Regions from separate parts of the Gossypium hirsutum genome. Here region 1 is linked to region 2. The links are chromatin contacts, called in public Hi-C maps. All regions are on one chromosome and are shown on one strand. Each heading gives the region's core, a stretch centred on a gene start, on an enhancer-like site or on the middle of the called end of the contact. The rest is flanking DNA. Distances are from core to core; before and after follow the strand shown.

What was found. A called contact is a pair of places that touch in the nucleus more often than the background predicts.
Region 1: a contact with region 2 is called in a Hi-C map of leaf, with 4 times the contacts expected there. The contact joins the promoter of LOC107901093 here to the enhancer-like site in region 2. A contact is called at or near these places in 9 of 34 Hi-C or Micro-C datasets (anther, hypocotyl, leaf and 1 more).

The regions. Positions count from the first base shown.
Region 1 is chrD06:13,995,190-13,999,653 of Gossypium_hirsutum_v2.1, reverse strand. LOC107901093 (WD repeat-containing protein VIP3) reads right to left here and starts at 2,815. Exons shown (of 2, transcript XM_016826960.2): 1 at 2,321-2,815; 2 at 689-1,675. The coding sequence starts at 2,671. The coding sequence ends at 1,061.
Region 2 is chrD06:13,884,931-13,889,348 of Gossypium_hirsutum_v2.1, reverse strand. It overlaps LOC107901095, which reads right to left. Exons shown (of 16, transcript XM_041095331.1): 16 at 3,622-4,418. The coding sequence ends at 3,965. Among protein-coding and RNA genes, the nearest start is that of LOC107901095, 14 kb to the right of the region's middle. Within about 2 kb of position 1,293, at least 3 of the 9 cell types and tissues checked have an H3K27ac peak or open chromatin away from gene starts, as enhancers often do.

The sequences.
Region 1 (4,464 bases), core at 1,566-4,065, 110 kb before region 2:
CGACAAAAAAACCTTTAGGACCACACACACCATAAGTATTGTTTAAGACATGTTACGGAAAACACCGGAATAAGTCGAGCCATACTGATCAGGGGTGGTACGGCCATCGGTCCTTGTTCTTGTGTCGGTGTGAGAGAGAGTTGAGTTGAGATTGAATTGAAAAAGAATAAGAATTAGAGGTTTATATAGGGAGAACAATAGAGACTTGGGAATGGGGGTAAACAGCCTATAAAATAGTCGTTGGAGGTGGGGTAGCCGTTATGGAAAACGCTTCTAATTGGAAGCGTTTTCATGTTTTCGGCCTATCCGATAAATTTTGGAAAAATCAGCCTAATCTAGTTTTTTTTCAAAAAGAAAATGGCATTTTCTGTATTTTATCCCATTTACCGTGGTTTTTCCATTGAAGAGAAGTGAAAACGACCGTTCAGTATCTTATTTCATCATCTTTTAAGGTTCTTTATGTTTTGAAATTGCTAATCCAAGTATAATTAGCCTAGCAAAATAGTGGCATATCATTTGGTTCACTATCTTGCTACTTGAATGATGCATGCAAGAAGCTTTAATGCATTGATGGTTTGAATCTTTGATATAAATGCCCACGGTAAGCTACATCTTAAAACCAACTGCATTTCTTTGAAATAAGAAATTGCCAAATATATGAATATTACGATAAAAAGGATAGCATCAATACAGAAAAATTGTCTCTTCCATTTCCATTTACAATGTGAAATGAAACTTTCCAAATTCACTGTCAAGTTTATGTACAACATCATTGAAACCACTAAGTAACAACAAAATACAAAGCCAGAAATTAAGTTAAATAGTGACCCTAACATTTATGATGTTCCCAAACAATAACAAAGCGAATCACAAGACAGGTTTCTTCATGGTTGAAAGGAACCTTCCTCCATGCAAGTCTGCCAAAATTTTACTTCTCTTTTCAATGAAAAAACGAGACAGCACAAAATCAAAAGCCAAGTTTCATACAGCTAAACATGTAGCAACATCAAGTAACGAAAATGCTCCTTAATGTTATTAATTTCAATAAGTCATCAATACTTCAGGAACAATGATACAACGATATACTCTTGTCATCTGACACACTAGCAAGGCGACCCCCTCCACCAGGTCGAAACGCCACAGCCCAGACTTGATCTGTGTGATTACTCATTGTCTGTATAGCTGCTCTCATCTTAAAATCCCATAGTCTTACAGTTTTGTCACTTGAGCCAGTTGCAATAGCCTCACCATCGGGGCTTACATCCACACTCAACACCCAGCTAGAATGACCTGACATTGCCCCAATTATAGCTTTCCCCTCAGCATCATAGACATGCACATGACCATCATCAGATGCTGAGTACAGCTTCCGTCCATCAGGTTCAGGAGAAAACACAAGAGACCTAACCGGCATGTAATGGCCTTCAAGGTGATGTAGAAATTTGGCACGAGGTACATCAAAAATGGAAATTGTGCCATCAATTGAGCCACAAGCAAGTCGTCGTCCATCAGGACTCCATGCAACGGATAGTACAAACTTCTTGCTACTGCTTTTATCAGAGGGCTTCGGTCCTTCAGGACGAGGGACTGATAAAGTTGAAACCAACCTCCATGTTGCAGTGTCCCACAGCTTGATTGATGCACTACCCCCACCAGCAACAGCAAGTGTTGTACCCTAATTTTGAAAGCCACCCAAAACAAATTCTAAAAAAGCCCTTAAGAGTGTAAAAGACATTCAGCATAGCACCTAATTCACAAATTATCATCGCGAAAATTATTCATCATTAAGTAGTAGGAATGATACTAAAATAAGACTACAAGCAAAACTGAAAAGATATTAATATTTTATCATTAAATCCCAGGGAAGTTCAACAAAGACAAATAGAGATAATTTATCATGACAAAAGTAGCAAACACAAACCGATAGATTAATGCAAAGCAAGCCTCTTGGAGATAATTTTGTTAACATGAGGTTACCAGGAAAAGTGATATAACATGTTGGAAAGAGTGCATTTGCCAATTACCAAGCTTAACTTCATTTAACGTAATGTTCCAATTGTAATGGCTACAATAACAATTCCATTCATTACAATGGAATACTCGATTTTGCCTGCGCTACTCTATTAGATTCTGATTGAGGCATCCATCATTATTTTGAATTTCTTTCATTGAATGAACACTTCATTTAATACTAAATTGTATCTTTATCAGTGGCCTTCAAATTTAATATTCAAATAATTCATAAATTAATCAATTTCCATAATTAAAATAGTTGCTCACTTGAAGAAAAAGAGCAAAATAAGAAATAAAAAGCGCTTACCTTGGGATCGAATTGCATTTGCCAGACCTCGGAAGGCGGAGCTTCGAGAGTGGCAATAGTGGCGTTGGTGTCAATGTCAAACACGCGAACCAAACTGTCGAGCGAGGCGGAGGCAGCGATGACACCTGAAGGATGGGCAGCCACCGAAACGACGCCGAGGCAGTGACCGGTGTTGGTGCGCACGAGCTCGAGCTCGTCGGGCCTCCACAGCTTGACGGTTTCGTCGAGTGAGCCGGTTAAGAGAAGGGGCGGGCGGGAGTTGGTGGCGGGAACCCATGTTGCAGTCCAAACCGACTCATCGTGGGCGTTTTCCACGGATTTGAGGCCCGCCAGTTTCATTGATTTCGCCATTTGTAGCAGGTAGCTGATTTTGCAAGTAAAAATGAAGTGTAAAAAAGTTTGGGTTTTTTGGGGAGTTTTGAGATTTCCTTTCTGGAGATCCGATTTGTTGGATTTGTGATGTGGAAGAAGGATTGGAAATTGGATTGCAGTGGTTATAGGTATAGGGCCTTATTAGATTTGGGCTATACATATAAGATCCATGACAATATAACAGGCCTACTCATACCTACACTTATTATTTAAAGTTTTTATTTAATTTAAAAAATATATATTACTGACGGCAGTAACTCAATTGTAAAATTACCAAAAATTTAATATTTTTATAAAACAATAAGTATAATTGAAGGTATTTTTATCGATAATAGTAGCACAAAACCTTTTTATTATATTCTAGATTGCATTTTAGCCCCTTCTACTTAAAGATGGGTACATTAACTCGTTTACGTTAAATGAGTGAGCAAAAAAAAAACCCCTCCGTTAAAATTGCACTGATAAATGTTTGTTTTAGTGTTTATATATAAGTTATAATAACAAATTTTAGCTCTCAACCTTTACACATTTATTCAATTTGACCCATACTCTTTTATTGGAAGTGAATTAGAAATTTTTGAAACTAGTAAGGCTAAAGGATCCAAAAGGCCTTAGTAACAAATTAAAAAAAAATTAAGCCCTTTTAAAATTTAAAAATTATTAAATATTTATAAACAAAATTTATAAAAAAAAGTTATAATTTTTTTATTAAAAAATAACAATACCATTTAATTTAAAAAATAATAACTACACTGTGAATGTAATCAAATAGGAAAATAAATACTTTTACCTTGCCACCAGAGGGTATTCAATGGAGGCTCTTGTAATTGGGGTAAGGAATGGTACTTTATACCAAGCCTAGGATTGCAACAACGTTATACAACCCTCCATGGCTCCATCTGGCCTACCCTATCTAATGCACCTCGACACATCTCCCAGTATGAGAATGTAAGGACAACTGAACCCTAACTGCAGCCTCTACATTACTCTAGATTAGCTATCACTGGGAGATATGCCACGTGAACCAAATTACTAGATTTGTCCGACATTCATGGCCTCATCATGTCATGATACAATTCGACGACATCGGAATTGGCCCAAGCATGAGGGGCCCAAGTGCAAAATGAAGTTTTAATTTCAGTTTGTTAATATAATTGCTGGAATAAAGAGTTAACTCGGTTCTAGTTAGTTAATTAAATTAGTTTAAGGTTTCATAATTATGACATGGTTTGAACATCAATAACTTTAGTTTTAAATATGTCATAACCTGAGCATTTTAAATATGTCTTAAGTTTATTAATCTTGTCTTATTTTGTACAGCTTTATTATGTGCTTTAATTTGGTCTTAGTTCAGACGTTTTAATTGTGTCTATTGTTTAGACAAATTAAATTGTGTCTAAATTAAGTCTTTGATTGTATTTAAACCGAGTATTAATTTTGTCTTGTAGGTTGAATGCATTGGCTGCTCATTAACAGATTCAATGGACATCATTTAAGGAAATCATGCATCTGGACATGCATGCACCAAGAAGCTGTTGTTTGCTCTCTCCCAATCACCTCTTCGTGGAAGCCAATGGTCAAGAGTTTCCTCACTTGATTAAACAACTGAATAATTTCAGTTCACACCTAAGTGTCCACCCAATTTTGACTGTTCACACCTGGTGGCTGTTTGTGCACCACAACCAGCAATAAATCAATGATGCTTGTTCGGCTACCCAAGAATGTTTAATTCATGTTCATACATCTTAGATGATCAGATACTTGCATGATTT
Region 2 (4,418 bases), core at 44-2,543:
GTCAATTTGCGTTGCATATTGTACAGAATCTTGTATTTCACGAGCATACTAAACATATTGAATGGATTGTCACTTTGCTAGGGATGCAATCCAGGATAAGTTGATTGCACCTTCTTTTGTCCTGGCCTCAGTTCAATTGGCTAACATTTTTACAAAGGTGCTTGATAAATTGCAATTTGAATAGCTTCTCAACAAGTTCAGCATTTATGATCTGCATGCTCGAACTTGAGTGGGGTGTTAGGATATTATTATTGGGATATATTTAAGGAATACATTATTATGGGATATTATCTTTTTTAAATATATTATATATCTTTTAGGCATATATTTAAGAATATATTATATATCTTTCCTATAAATATTATGTATACATTTAAGGTTTATGAATAAAATGAGATTACCTTATTCTTGTCTATATTTAAATATTCCTAAAAGATATCCCACAATAATAATAATAATAATAATAATAATAATAATATCCTTAACACATTTAAATGTCATTTATTTGATAAAACAAAACAAAATAAAAGTCAATTCCATCTCTAATAATCCTCTCAATCACCTTCGCCAGAACAATTTTTTCGCCGTTAGACTCGTCAGGAGCCTCACCGAATTCTTCTTCTTCTTGACAACCCTCACTTCTTTCTGATCAGGTTGCTCGTTCGTCACCTTCCTCTTCGAGAGTAGTCCGTTTCGACTATGGACAAAGAAGCTGAGGTGAAAAAACAATGGTACGACAGTGAGAGCGGAACCGTTGCGGAGCTGGAAATAGAGAAACATACGGAGGGCATTCCCATTCCCCAAGATTTAACAATCTCTTGAGCCATGCCTCTTGGCAGCATAAACATTTCCTATTACTAGCAAAATTGATAAATCCACACCTGCATAGAGAATATCAATATTACCAGAAGCATGAAGGGATCAAACTTAAAAATTTTGCAAAGCAGAAGCTTACCAAACAAAAATATAAAAATCTCTCTAAATCCATGACATGTATTCCACCAGCTATATTTAAATTTGTTTTATTGTGATGGAATTTCAAACGGCTCCGTTTGGTCCCTTTACTTACCATCTTGTTGATTTTCAATTTTTTTTCTTCTTTTCCCCTCTTGTCCCGCACACAAATTGGAAAACATTGGTCATAGTGAAACTTTTATATGTTTGAAAACTGAAGAGCAAATATAACACTATTCCCAGCTCCGTTTCTGCAACAGTTCCACTCCCACTATTGCACCGTTTTTTCCACCTCAGCTTCTCTGTCCATGGCCGCAACGAACTACGTTCAGAACAGGAGGTGACAGACGAGCTACTCACCCAAAAACAAGAAAGGTTTGTTCGAAAGAAGAAGAATACGACGACACCGCCAGCAAATCCGACGACGAAAAACTAAAAGATTACTAGAGATGGAATTGGTTTTTACTTTGTTTAGTTTTTATCAAATAAATGACATGAAAAATATAATAAATTCCAAAATCCTTACCATCAAGCTAACAGCCACATCAGTGGTGCAGCATTAATTAATTAAAGATTACTAAAATCATTAATAATAAGAGTATTATTTTTTACACATGTTTTAGCACATATTTTAGTATGAGTTAGTAATAAATTAATTCAATTAATGATATTTAACTATTTTCATGACTTACTTTTAGCAATAAAAAGACAAGAATTTTTACTTATCTTTCTAATTTCAAGCTTAAATTTGTAGGAATTATTTTTTATTTTATATCTAACTATTGTAATACATGTATTAATAATACAGTAACCAAATGAGAAGATTCCTAAGAAATAAAGTATGGAAAAATGTCTTGCTTTGTGGTCTACAGACAATGTCATGGAAGTTTTGTATGATAGAAATCTGCCCTTGAATCATCGCAATTGGCTCAATTCTGCGTTGAACTAACGATTGCAGGTACAAAGTATGGGCCTTTTTTTAATTCAGTCACCAAAAAATTAATACTTGACAACCACAAAAATGCAAAATAAAGCCCACATATTATTGGTTGAAACTTCCCTGCATTTCAATACACAAGTATTTCAAGGTAAAACACTTGAGTGTATATTTCCATCCCCGCAGCAGAATTTCCCAGCATAACTAGACCTTTACAAGCTTAAACAGAACTGAGAAACAGGCTCACAATTAATTGTCAGGGTCGATTTCTTTTCCAAGGAAAATTTTATAAATATTTAAAGGTCATATGAATGCAAATTGGGAGGGCAGTCTCTGCTTAGTTACTAATATGATGAATGAACAAAGGAAACAACCCAACCTCCACAATTTCCTCCTTTTGTTTTGCGACTTGATTATCGAACCACATCATACAGGAACAATTTCTTTTGTTTTGCAACTTGATTTTCAAACCACGACATACAGGAATGATTCCAAGAAACTGAACAAAATTAGTTAAAAACGATAGTCATCCCTAACCATACACTCAGAAGCACTGCAAAGCAGGACGCCAGATCAAAGTTCTCAACAAGTAAATACCAGAAGCACCTCAGAATCATTTCGCCCCTACTGTGGTAACCAAACAAGGTGTGCAATTTTTACGCAAAAGAATCTCAAGTTTCTAATGAATTCAGCAATGCTTAAACATGATAACTGAAGAGGCCAATATATGAACAATTAAACCAAATACCAGCAAGCAGCTTGAGTTACAATGATAGCCACTAAAGCAAACGTATACTCAAGCCTAAAGTCTACTTTCCTAGAGGAGAAATTACATAAAGAACTTATGTCTCAATACAAACATGACAAGATTCCTTATGTGCCCATCCAATATATCAAACTTTTTATATAAAGCAAGTTGAGATGCATGTAAAACTAAATCAAATGTAAGCTTTAAACTGCAGGGGATGAACATTACATAACATGAGCACTGCCAAGGTTTAGACAATGTCCTAGAAATAATGACTCGCCTTCCCTAAGAGAACGAAAATAAAGAATGTAGATATTTTCTCTTGCAAAAATAATTGTAAAGAAAAATATAAAATGCCTGGAAAGGTTTATGGTGAAGACTAGACAAAGGTTACCTCAGTGGCAATGCAGGTTTATCAGAACATGGCAGATGGCAATCTAGCATTGAATCCCAGGTATATAGGTCTTTCAATCAGGAAATCCAAGAGAGCAGTTTACCTGCAAACATTTTAGATTTCTTACTAGGAGAAAGGTGGAGAGAGAGAGAGAGAGAGAGATAGAAGAGTGCAATGCAAAATTGATTACAAATAATGACTTAAAGCATAACCTAGTGCATGTAACACTGTGAGAAGTCAGTACCCTAGAAGCACAGTAAAGAGAAGCACAATTTTGATGCAACAACTTTTTAGTACGAGTTAATAAATGCAGCTGATAGTGAGAACCTGCAACTTCAAGTATTAACCTAGGAAAAAATACAGAACCAATAGTCCCCCGTCAGTATCACAAATCATCTTTTTCTTGTATTGAACATTCTTACCTCTTATCCTTAGAAGAGAAATTTCTTCATACACAAACCTCAGGAGAAATTACCACATCCCATATGACTTTGAACGGCCATTGCAGTTGGCAAGTGAAAATGAAAACCAAGAAAACAGAAAACCAGGAAAGAAAACCCTACAAGATTACGTTTATAAGGTATTATATTGAACAAAAATAACTAATTTTATTGAGAATATAAATTTTATGTACAATCTGAGCATTACTTCTGATTTGTAAAGGCTACAGCCAGGATACATTTTTGCTAAGACATACTAGTAGGAACAAAAGATCTTTACAGTCGAAGTCATCAACTTAAGAGAAAAATTTAAGATATCCAAATGGGTTCACTTGAAATCAACTTCTGGGGAGTCTATAAAGAATCAGTGTAACCTAATTGTGGACCGGACAGCCAAGCAACTATCCATGTAACAGTAATCTCTTGATGACAGTGATTATGTTTTTGTTTGTCAACGGTATAATGAACAAGACTATACAAAGAAAGCAAACTCAAACCATCATATTCAAGTCAGAAAGATCATCCATGGGAATTTCAAGGCCCATGAAATCATGATCTTGTAATCCATCATCGTCAATGTTTAACCATGAACCCAAATCTTGTCCTGGTAGCTGCAGGTCATCCAGTACATCCAGGCCAAAATCATCTTTTTCTTTGGAATTATTATTGATAGTTATCTCATTTGACTTTGATATGGAGGTTGATGGTTTGGGGTGCTCTGACATCTCACCAAGAATGCCGTTCACAGAAGCAGATAGTTGAGTCATTTTCTGCTTAGGCTTTATTTTTAGTTTCCTTTCCCCCTTAGCATTGGATGCTGGTCGACCAATCTTATTAGTTCCATTTCTAGATAAAACCTCCCTACCAAGTCCCTTTCCATCTCTGTCTCTCTCACTCCTCTTTCCTTTTGTACTGCTTGACAAAGAACTCCCAATGCCTGGCTGA